Regions from separate parts of the Ovis aries genome. Here all the other regions are linked to region 1. Evidence: chromatin contacts called from public Hi-C data. All regions are on one chromosome and are shown on one strand. The core of a region is the stretch at or near the end of the contact, and the rest is flanking DNA. Distances in the headings are between cores, read along the strand shown. Region 1 holds the start of FERMT2 (FERM domain containing kindlin 2). Region 2 overlaps DDHD1 (DDHD domain containing 1). Region 3 has its middle 77 kb from the start of FERMT2.

Region 1 (3,676 bases), core at 560-3,059:
AGTATGATGTAAGTACCACAAGTATTGCATTGTCTTAAAGGTTCTAGTGGGGGATTTCAGATAAGATTCCACCTCTGAACACACTGGGAAATGTTACGTGGAAGTAAACATTTAAGAAATGTATTTGAAGGTCTCACTCAATAATCGAGAAAAAAAATCCCCAGTTTCAGAGATTCAAGTCTGACTCCTCTTTAATCTTCAAAGCAAGCAACAGCTTGAAACACTCAAAAAGAGGGCCTACAGGGACCAGCTGCACCCAACTCAGCCCAACTATTCCTCTAATAGTTCTTTTAGGGGGTCACTGCCTACCCTGCGCTTCCAGTTGGCTCGAACACCAACTGCTGAGTATCTGAAGCTAGTAAAGTCGCTTGTAAAGCTATAATTAAGCTGTTTCAATGCTAAGAAACGGGACTGATATTTGCAATACTAACACCCCACTCCCAGCTCCCCATCCTAATGTAGGAAACATTCACAGAAGTCAGCAGCAGTCAGAGTGGTAGGCATTGTGGTGGGAGGCTGTTCAGAAAGTAACTCACTGGAGAGTTCGAAAAAGAGAACTAGAATGTGGAAACTGAGCATTGAAAGAGTTTCTGAGACACAACAGTTGGCTGAGACAAATTTGCCTGAAGGAAAGGGAATATTCAGAAAGGACGTGGATATTTTTGGTTCTACAAAGGCATGTTTAAGAAGTCATAGTAATTCAGAGCTTGCTGGAGCACTTGCAAAATTTGTTGAGGTACAGTTCTCAGCCTCATTCCTGGCTCTATTTTAAGTCTCTAATCTTCCACTTCCCACCTTTTTTCCTTGTTGTTTTGTGCCCTTTATAATGTATGCTATCTCATAGTTTGTACATCATGATATATCTTTGGAGGATAAGGTGTAGAAATAAGCACATACATTTCCAAGCCTGGATTTCCCCCTAAAATGAAATATCTCCATGGGGGCAGACATAGTGTTTCCTAGCCTTTTGAGTTGATTTGACCCTAGCATGTCTTTCGTTTTCTTTGTGCCAAGGTATTTGTAAATTTGTGGGCAAGACAAAGAACTTGAAGTCCTTGCTCTCAAAAAACTCATGTCTTATTTGGGGATATTTAAAAACACAAAAGGAACCCCCTGAAGGTCCTGTCCAGGTGTCCAGCAGCTGCTCTATCAGTTGTGTCTATCACTGTGAAGGTAATCCCATGCCCAGAGAAACTAAGATGCTGGATGTAATTAAAGGTGGTGACAGACAAGTCCTGAATGCAAAGCTTTGGAATTTTTAGAAAATAAAAAATAGAGAGGCAAAACAACCTCCCTTGATTTTAACACCCAGAGAGCTTGTTAACATTTTGGTGTATTTCCTTTCGCTCTTTTTTCTCTTAATAATTAGAACTAGATACGCTTGTGATTTTTTACAGTTGCATGTACAGTTCTGTACAGTTTCTTTTTACCCTAACAAGTTACTATTTTATTGAAAACATTTTCCTATAATATTTGCTACACCATAATTTACATAAACATCGCCTCCTCTCTGGACGTTCATACTGCTTCCAAGTGAACTATTTAGAACCTCCATGAGAAGAAATGATTGGAGAGTGGAGAGTCTACAGACTCCGAGGCATCAATTTCTCCATGATGACTAGCTGAAAATACTGTAGTGGTTTTCCCTATTTTGGGTGCCAAACCTCTGGGATCTGACTAAACTTCGCTGCTTTTCTTTTACTCTTTCATGGGTCCCACCCCTTTCTTGAGGCCTCTAACCTCGTTTCCCAATAGTGTTGCTGAACACAGGATTATTTGCCTAGGGTGGGGGTGGGGGTGTCCTCTTTGAAGAGTCTGACACAGTTCAAGAAGACTTGGAGGCTTTTAAAACCGGGGGTCTTTTATGGGATCTGGGATATCTTATCTGCGTCTTCCTGACCTAAATTCGTCGAGCCCTCTATTTGCCAGCGAGGCAGTTTTCCAGTAGCCGTTTTTGACTGGAGCCTTCTCGGTTGAGTGCGATAGTATAAGGGGGAAGTGGAAGTGAAGTGGGAAGCTGGAGGACCGTTCTCCATCACTGGTCAGTCTCAACAGGTAACATTCTTTAGTTCTTCCCGTACCTGCTGGCACCGGTTCAGAGCTATTAAAATTCCTTCAAGGTGTGGCTGAGGGTGGGGTAGAGGGATGTCCAGCCATCTAAATAACTTAGTAGACTGGGATTGCTAAAATGCAAATAAAAATACACAAATACGTACACAGAGTCGAAAAGGCTGGAGAAAAGAGTTTCCGAATAAATCTCACTGCCCTGATTCCACCACACCCCCACCGCCCCCGAACTACAGCATCGTGGACCTAAATGACTCACTTCGGGTTGCAGCTTCCGAATGGGTTAAGAGCGCAAGTAAACTCTTGGGAGTCCGGTAGGAGCTGCTGATTGTGCCGGACATTGCTTGCAAAGCAACTTTGCGGTTCACCTCTCCGCTTTTTCTCATTCTTTTGTTGGATGTTCGCGGAGTTGGCTTGGGCATTTACTTTTTTTTAAGTTTTTACGTCCTCAATCCCCTGTCTTCAGCTCCCTGAGTGCGGACTTCTCACCGCCCCGAGACTTTTGGGCTCGCTCCAGCCGTGGGGAGGGGGCGGGGGGACTTTGTTCCCCGAAAACGACCTTGCCCTGGGAATTTCCTGTGGCCATTTCTCATGGACGAGCCCCTTCCTCCGGCTGGAAGCCCGCTGCATGCCCTCCCGGAGCCAGAGACGCGAGCGTGGAAGGGAGCGCCCGGCGCCCTCCCGCACCCGGGTGGGAAGCAGCCACGCTCTCCGGGCTCCCCCTCCTCAGGTCTCGCCGCCAAGAGCCCGGATGTTGGACTCAATCCCTACGCCGGGTGCTTCATTTCCATAAAAGGGCAGCGACTCGGCGGGGCCGAGATTGCTGCCGCCGCGGGCGCCCCCGCCTCCCCCGCACGGCTTGCCTCCGCGCCGCGCGCCCCCCCTCCCCAGCCCGGGAGTTCGCGCGGCCTCGGCCCCGAGAGCGGTGGCGGGGGGCGGCGGGGGAGGGGCGAGGCGGCCGGACCCGCGGAGGGCGGCTCGGCGGGGCGGGGAGGAGGGAGCTGGTCTCGGACTGAGGGGGCGGGGAGAGAGGGGTGGAGCGCGGAGGGAGAGGCGAGGGGCCGCGACGGCTGGACTCCATTAGTCGCTCGGGCCAGGACGCAGCGTTTCGCCGGCTGAGGAGGGGACCCGACACCACCGCCGCTGCCGGGCGAGCCCCCGCTCCGCGCCTGTTGCTGCTCCAGTCTGGGCCGGGAGCGCAAGAAGCGCGCGGTGAGGGGCCGGGCCCGGCAGGGACTGGGGAAGCGCGGGTTGGGAGGAGGACCGTGGAGCCCGCGGACGGCCTCTCCCAGGCCTGGGTGCGGCCGGCAGGCAGGCAGGTGAAGCCCGCCGCGGTCCGCTAGGCGAGGGCCGCTAGGCTGGGGCCGCGCGGAGCGGGCGGCGCCGTGTCCGCCGAGGGCCGCCGCGGGGCGGGAGCCGGGGTGGCCGCGGGAAGGGGCGCGGGGCGCAGAGTCCTGCCGGCAGCTGGCCTCGCCGCCGGCTCTCCAGAATTCGTGCGGAAACCCTCGCGTTCTCCACCTTGTCTCACCCGCGGCTGACTCTGCGAGTTCGGTGGGATTTGCTTTCCTTTGGGGGAGTGACGCTGACGAGAGCCATTTCCTCCGTGCTC
Region 2 (3,924 bases), core at 1,083-3,582, 73 kb before region 1:
CACACGTATAAGTGGACCCATGCAGTTCACTCCTGTATTGTTTAAGGGTCAGCTGTATTATGGAGGATTACAAATTCATTATTACAAATTATTTTTTATTATTCATTTTATAGTTTTTCTGTGATTTTTTTAAAATAGTTATGTCAGAACTGTGTTAGGCAGTTTTTCTAAACTTATCTATTCTTCCCAACATCCTTCTGAGGTAGTAGAAATTAGGAAGTATTATTTCTTTTCTACAGCTTAGGAAACTGAGGCTGTGAGACTTTGTAACTTGGTGAGTGTCGTATAGTTAATAAGTGACAGAGGCCAGAATATGAATGCAGGGAATTGTATGCCAAGTCCATTGCCTTTTCTGCTATATCGTCCCTATTTCACCTTAGACAAATGGTCTTATATCATCATCTCATGTACTACATTAATCTGCTTGAAAATAGAGTCAACTGAGAGCTTAGATGTTAAAAATTGAGCTTATTTACTGCGCTCCAAGTTGCTGTTTACTGCTTTAGTTTTGTTTTTGAGACTTAATATTAATCTAATTGCTAGATGTTATATAAAAATGAATATTCCTCTGAAAAACAAGGTCTTCCCTGTAGTTCAAACTTCCCTGTAGCTACAAGGTCTTCCCTTGTAGCTCCTGCCCTCAGGCAGGAGACTGGGACTCAATCCCTGGGAAGATCCTCTGGAGAAGGGAGTGGCAACCCACTCCCAGTATTCTTGCTTGGAGAATCCCATGGAGAGAGGAGACTTGCAGGCTACAGCCCGTGGGGTCGCAAAGAGTCAGACACGACTGAGCAACTAATATTACTGAAAAACTAATTAAAGGGCACTATTAGCCTAGACTTAACTCGAATTTTTTTATAGTCTCATCATTAAGGATATATAATTAGACAAACTACATATTATTAACAGTGAAGAAATTGGAATACGTGTTAGGAATGTCAGGTTTTTAATCATTTCCTAAGGTCCTCTGAGCACACAGTAGAATCAGAATGAACAGTTTACTAAAACCTAAGCATTGTGCCTTAATGTTTTGTTTCTTTGAATTTTTTTCCATCAAGGCTTATAGATTAGAACCGTTAATACTGAAACACTACAGCAACATTTCACCTGTGCAGATCCACTGGTATAATACATCCAATCCTCTACCTTACGAGTATATGAAGCCAAGCTTTCTTCACCCAGCAAAAGATCCTACCTCAATTTCAGAGAATGAAGGCATCTCAACAATACCAAGCCCTGTGACTTCGCCAGTCTTGTCTCGCCGACACTATGGGGAATCTATAACAAATATAGGCAAAGCAAGCATATTAGGTAATTTCTCTTTGGTATTCCTCATCAATGAACTTAAGCAATTTTATATAGTCATTAAATTTTAGGTACCTGGAAATACTCTATATATTACAAAACATCTGAGAGTTAATGTTTAGAGTTAGTTACTCTCACTTCTTATATTTGAAGGCAAAAGCCCTAAATTCTCTAGTTAGATCAGATTCTATAGTTAGAGAATATAAGATAGCTTGATGCACACACACAAAAAAAGGTGGAGACATCAAGTCCCTCATTTTAACCTTGGACCCATCACTTGCTGTGAAATCTAGAGAAGTCACATAGTTTTTAATTTTCATCTCCCTCATTTGTGAAATGAGGGGGTGCTTGAGTACTAAGGGTGTCCTTGCCAATCCGTTCTCTGATCTGTGTCCTAAAAGTCTCTCAAATCATGTTCTTCTTGAGAGCAACAAGTATATTGAATTTCTCTTTGCATGGTCTCCAGTTCCACCCACGGTGTTTGGTGTGGCGCTGGAGCTCAATCGTGTGCCACTTAATTTGTCCTTTGCTTTTGGTTACAAGTTGCCTTAATATAAAATGCCACAAGATGGCACTGTAAACAGGCTCTATCTGCTGGATTCATTGATATTCATCATAGAGATTGTTTATTCACAGCTTTTTATAACAGATCCACTTCACTTCAGGAGTAGGCATACCAATAGTAAATATATGCCCATGTGAATGGCGTGGTTCTTTTTATTAACATTTTTAATGTTATAAAATACTTTAAAAAACAAAGATTACTTGAATAAAATAGAATCTTTTTTTCTTTGTAAGCTGTATTCCTGCAGTTTGTACAACTCTCCTTCTGTTCAACACCATTTTTATTTAGAAACCTACAATATAAATTGCAGTTTTTTTGTGTTCCCACCCTGGAAAAACATGACTAGGGCTTAGTCTCTCTGCCAACTGACTGTAATTACGGGTGGTGCTCTTTAGCCTGGTATGTGGTGTAATTCAGCAGAATGACTGGCCTGTTTTGTGAAATGCAGGGGCTGCAAGCATTGGAAAGGGACTTGGAGGAATGTTGTTCTCAAGATTTGGACGTTCATCTGTATCACAGCCATCTGAGACATCAAGGGACTCCATAGAAGATGAGAAGAAGCCAGTTGCCTCACCACCCATGACCACCGTGGCAACGCAGACCCTCCCACACAGCAGTTCTGGCTTTCTTGACTCTGCATGTTAGTTCATACTCTTCTTTCCAGATTTATACTGTGTCCTTTTTAAAACTGGAGGAAGACAAAGAGCATTAAGATATTAACACTAGCAGTCCACTCTAATCTAAAGTATGCCCTGGCTTTTAAAGAAAAAAATGCTTTTCCTCTACTTACATTTTCAGGAATAATTTGCAGGTAAATGCAGTTTTACTCTCTGCATGGGTGAATTAACTTAAGAACATTAATAAGTGCCTTGTCACACAGAGATCTTACATGTCAAGCATAAAACAAATCTCTTTGTGGTAAGCACTCCCTGATTTTTATAAAGTAGTTTTTTGGTTTTTGTTTTTAAACGTGGTCTTCTCAGGTTTAAAAATTCATTTAGTTGCTGCAGATCTATGCTGTATCTACTCTTGATACCATTTTTAAAATGCTCTGCCAAAACCATCCTGGCACTAATCCCATAGCTCCCTTCATCAACTTAATTATAAAGCCTTCAAAACTTTAATTGTATTGAATTCACTCTATCGCTTCCCATCCTGTCCCTACTACCTTGTGTAAAATAGATACTCAAGAAATGAATGAAAGAATGGATAATTATACTGGACTTAGCAATAGAATGATGCTTTATTTAATTTTTTCCAGTGGATTTATAAGGTCTAAAATCTTAAATAGTTGTGAAACACTAAAACACTTAGTGTATATTTACTTCTGAGGGTCTAAACTTAAAGTTTATTTATAAATGTCCAGTGAAAAGTCCTAGTTTCCATTGACTTACATAAGGAAATGTAGATTCTGAAACTAGTTACTTCCTTTCCGTAACTATAGCAAGAAGAAAATTTTATTTTCTTTCTCTAAAAATGTTTAAACAGTTCATTTCAGATGCTTAGCTTTGTTTTCTTACCGTATCTGCTGCTCTAAATTTTAAAATGACCACCATTCATTGCTGTTCATAAAAAATTAAAAAGGAAGTTGAGATGTGACGGTCCTAGAGGCTGGATCTTTCTCCATAGTCAGCCCCACTCCACGATGAATTATCCTAGCCATTGCTGAGTTGGACATTCCTATTTGGGCCAATTCCATTTTTTAAACTTAATCGTATGCCTTTCTCTGAATACTAGAAATTTTATAATTTCAAGCCTTTTGAACACTACCTAGAAAATTCATTTTAGATTTTGATGTTTGTACAAAACTCATATTTTTAATGAGTTACTCTACGATTTATTGCTTAATAACAGAAGTGAGATTGTGAAAATATAAAATTTTGTCGTAACATGCAGGTCAAAAGAAAACTATAAACTTCTGAAGAAAAATAACTTTAAAGAATTTTGTAAGATGGCAGGTAAAAAGCCACAATTCCTTGTAATGTTAATGCACAGCAGTGATGCTAGTAAGCATTAGGGTGAATAGGGAACAGGAAGAGCAGGGTCGAATTTGA
Region 3 (3,618 bases), core at 181-2,680, 76 kb after region 1:
GTTTGAAGTCACATGGCTATAACTGACAAATGGCAAGGCAGAGCTAGAAGTGGAACCCTGATTTCCATCTCCCTATCCAGTGGTACTTCATGAATCCTGGGGAGCCCTATTGATGGTGGTCCCTACAGAGATGACAGCAGTCAACGAAAAAAACACCACAGGGCCTCTAGACACAGCTTCTGGTTTCTGCTCAGTAACTCATTTTCAGGTAGACACGAAGGCACAGGGGACAAGAGACTAAGCTCTCTTGCAACTCGTTCTCTTACAACAGCAGTTTAAAGACCAGCTGGAAGCCCCTGATGCAGTTGGTCACTAATCTTCACTTGGTACAAATAATTTTTTATGCAACGTCGAACTTCGAAAGTCAAGGACTTAAAGACATGGACTTGTTTTTCCCCAGGCATTACAGAGGGATAATTTGCAAAACTGTAAGGTATTTACAGTGTACACTGTGGTGATTTGATCTACATCCAGAAGGATGTAGATCATACACTCTATACACCACCACGTCAGAGACATGAACTTTGTGGAAGGAAAGCCACTTGGCAGTTCTTGGCCAGTGTAGAGATAGTGCTTATTTCATTTTATATTCCATAGTTTTGTTCTTTATTATGTTAAAAGTTTTATTGAGGTGCTTTTAATAATTTATCAGTTAGTGATGTAGTGGGATCAGACCAATCTGGGTTCCTGGCCTTTAATTTATCTGGGAGATAACTGCACAGAGTTAAAGAAAATGTTTCAAGTACACAACAATTTACCTACATTAAATGTAGTAGTTTCCCAGTAAAATATTAGTTGGTTTTTTTTTTTTTAACTCAAAACTTCTTTGATACTCTGGAATGCATGCTTATCTTATACTTTTCTTAATTATTTCTACCCCGTATAATTGTTTGACAAGGGCTGCTGCTGTGTTTGACCATCAGTCAAAACATGGTAACATACTCACTGCTCTGATAATTCAGAAAATAAGAACAGGACTTTCTGAGATCCATCCCTCTGTGACATAGTATCATCACTGATACTTCTTGAATGCCTCTCCTCCACCCATGACCTTGCACGGCTGCCGCCTATCATCCATGCTCTGCTTTATTCTAAAAATGCAGATGCTGGTTCCAGATAATCCTGCCTCCCCCTCTCCCAAAATGTTTTTGTGGCTACTGTAGCTGTTCCCTCTTTTAGTGGCTATAAAGTTGCAAAGGAAAGGCAGGGGTGAACTGACTTGCTCTGTGGGGAGTGTAGGCCCAATAGACATACAATAATAAGTGGATTCAATTCTTACTCTGCTGATAAAGTTCCTGTCATCTCCACACAGAACTGCCCAGGAAGAAGTTGTTTACTGAAAGCTCTGTGCTCTTCAGCAAATTAACTGTGTCTTTATCTGTTTGAACTGCTTTGGTCTGGCAGGTCAAGAATGGGGGAGGGAGGTGGCAGAGAGTGACAGGAAATGGGAAACTGTCAATCTGGGTAAGAGGAATGAATCTCTCCCAGTGGATGGCAGAGCCACCCAGAACAGGAAACAGGGTAGCAAAAAAGCCTTATCTGGTGACCTGATTTCCCACTGTGCTGATTCCTCTCTTGCTTTCTCTGCTTTATTTAATAAACAATACTAAGTTTCCCAGGCTGAGTGTGTACATTAAAATTCTCTATTTATTCTCTTAGTAAACAGTTATCAGCACACACACAGACACACTCACCTAGTTGAGTTTCTCTTTTGATGTCTGTGCCTTGGCCTGCATATTACTAAAAATTACAAGCACTTAAAATAATTTGAGACCAGTATTTCATGAGATCTAATTATAATCTCATGTGGCTTCACTGGCCAAGCATTATCTCTTACTACTCAGGGAAATGGTCCAAGTTCAATGTTAATTAAATTTGTGATAAAAACACCACAACCAACCAGACAGGTTTAGCATACCTGTATAAATATGGTTTGCAGATATTGGACAATTAAAAAAAAAAACTTTTGAGCATAAATTCTCATCTCAAATCCAAATTTTATGAACTTAATTTTTATGACCAAGTAAAATTCAAGTAAACACATTGTCAGGTTTACTGATCAGAACATCTAAACCTTGTTTCTGTTTTCCTTGCCTAATTATAAATTCAGTGAGCACTTAGAAGGAATATTTAGAAAACAGCATGTTTTCTATTCCAGGAGCACAAAGGGCCAAGAATAGCCAAGACACTCCTAGAGAACAACAGGTATGGCCTTTCAGACCGCAAGAAGTCTTATAACTACAGTCCTATCTAACACTAGACAGAAAGGGTCACATTGGCACAAAGATCCCAAATAGACCCCAGAAGCAAACATGCCCACATAGGGAAATAATTTCCAAGAGCCAGCCTTGCAGATCAGTGTGAAACAAGGACTTCCCACCAAGCGTTGCTGGTGTTTAGGGAAGGAATTTGGACCACTGACCTCATCTGTGTATGTAGTAGTTGAGGGCAATTCCAAATGGATTAAATATTTAAATAGGGAATGGGAAAGCATGTAACTGTTAAAAGATAACAGAGATCATTCAGTGAGGAAAGATTCTGTGTATTAAGACACAAAAAGTACAAACCGGTTAACATTAAGATGAAAAGTAAGATATTACGAAGTATAAAAAGGCATACTGGACCAGGTATTTTCAACACATAGTTGACAGAGGATTACCATCTGGAATATAAATACACATGAGTACTGATGAAGCCAAAGGAAAAATGGACAGGTGATGGCTGTCCATTCTCTGGTGGCTCAGTGGTAGAGAATCCACCTGCCAATGCAAGAGACACGGATTCCATCCCAGATCCAGGGAGATCCCACATGCCACGAAGCAGCTAAACCCGTGCACCGCAACTATTGCGCCTGTGCTCTAGAGCCTGGGAGCCGCAACTACTGAAGCTCATGAGCCCTAAAGCCCATGCTCCCCAACAAGAGGAGCCACTGCAGTGAGAAACCCATGCTCCGCAACTAGAGAGTAGCCCCCGCTCAATGCAACTAGAGAAAAGCCCATGCAGCAAAAGACCCAACATAGCCAGAGATAAATAAATTATTTTTAAAAAGTGGACAGAACACTGGAATGGGTACTTCACAAAAGAGGAAAGCTGAGTGGCCAATCAATCTACCAAAAAAAAAAAATCTGTTCAACTCTACTAGTATTCTAGAAAATGGAGGAAAAAACAAATTGGTTGTATTTAAATACAATTAAAATTCAGCTTCACACGTACCACACTGGCAAAATTTTCAAAGTCTGACAATATCAAGTATTGGCCAGGATGTAAAATAACCGGAATACTTGTTGGTGGGAGTATAAACTGGAACAGAGCCTGCACAAACACTCTGAGATCACCTGGTAATATGGAGCGATGTATCCTCTAAGCCAGCAATTCTACTCCTAAGTATGTGCAGAACCTGGAGAAACTCGCATATGCAAACCAGGAGTCGCACATGCAAGTTACACATTGCAGAACTACTTATAATAGCAAAACAGGAGAAATCAAACGTCCATCACAATAGAATGGGTAAAATATAACGCAGTCATAAAATGGAACCAAAATGGTGAATACATTCCAATACACAAAACAACAGAGATTAATCTCAACCTAATGAATCAAAAATTTAGTTTGTAGAAT

What was found. A called contact is a pair of places that touch in the nucleus more often than the background predicts.
Region 2: a contact with region 1 is called in a Hi-C map of hypothalamus, with 4 times the contacts expected there. The contact joins the enhancer-like site here to the promoter of FERMT2 in region 1. A contact is called at or near these places in 3 of 16 Hi-C or Micro-C datasets (hypothalamus, retroperitoneal adipose tissue and tail adipose tissue).
Region 3: a Hi-C map of liver shows a contact between it and region 1, with 3 times the contacts expected there. The contact joins the enhancer-like site here to the promoter of FERMT2 in region 1. A contact is called at or near these places in 4 of 16 Hi-C or Micro-C datasets (liver, mixed tissues, omental adipose tissue and 1 more).

Annotation. Positions count from the first base shown.
Region 1 is chr7:63,715,894-63,719,569 of ARS-UI_Ramb_v3.0, reverse strand. It overlaps FERMT2 (FERM domain containing kindlin 2), which reads left to right and starts at 1,809. Exons shown (of 15, transcript XM_060418656.1): 1 at 1,809-2,055.
Region 2 is chr7:63,789,144-63,793,067 of ARS-UI_Ramb_v3.0, reverse strand. DDHD1 (DDHD domain containing 1) reads left to right here. Exons shown (of 11, transcript XM_060418059.1): 9 at 1,059-1,311; 10 at 2,319-2,510. Among named protein-coding and RNA genes, the nearest start is that of DDHD1, 60 kb to the left of the region's middle. Within about 2 kb of position 2,332, at least 11 of the 54 cell types and tissues checked have an H3K27ac peak or open chromatin away from gene starts, as enhancers often do. A contact at or near this core is called in hypothalamus and tail adipose tissue, where this site is marked.
Region 3 is chr7:63,639,438-63,643,055 of ARS-UI_Ramb_v3.0, reverse strand. No RefSeq gene overlaps it. Among named protein-coding and RNA genes, the nearest start is that of FERMT2, 77 kb to the left of the region's middle. Within about 2 kb of position 1,430, at least 3 of the 54 cell types and tissues checked have an H3K27ac peak or open chromatin away from gene starts, as enhancers often do. A contact at or near this core is called in liver, where this site is marked.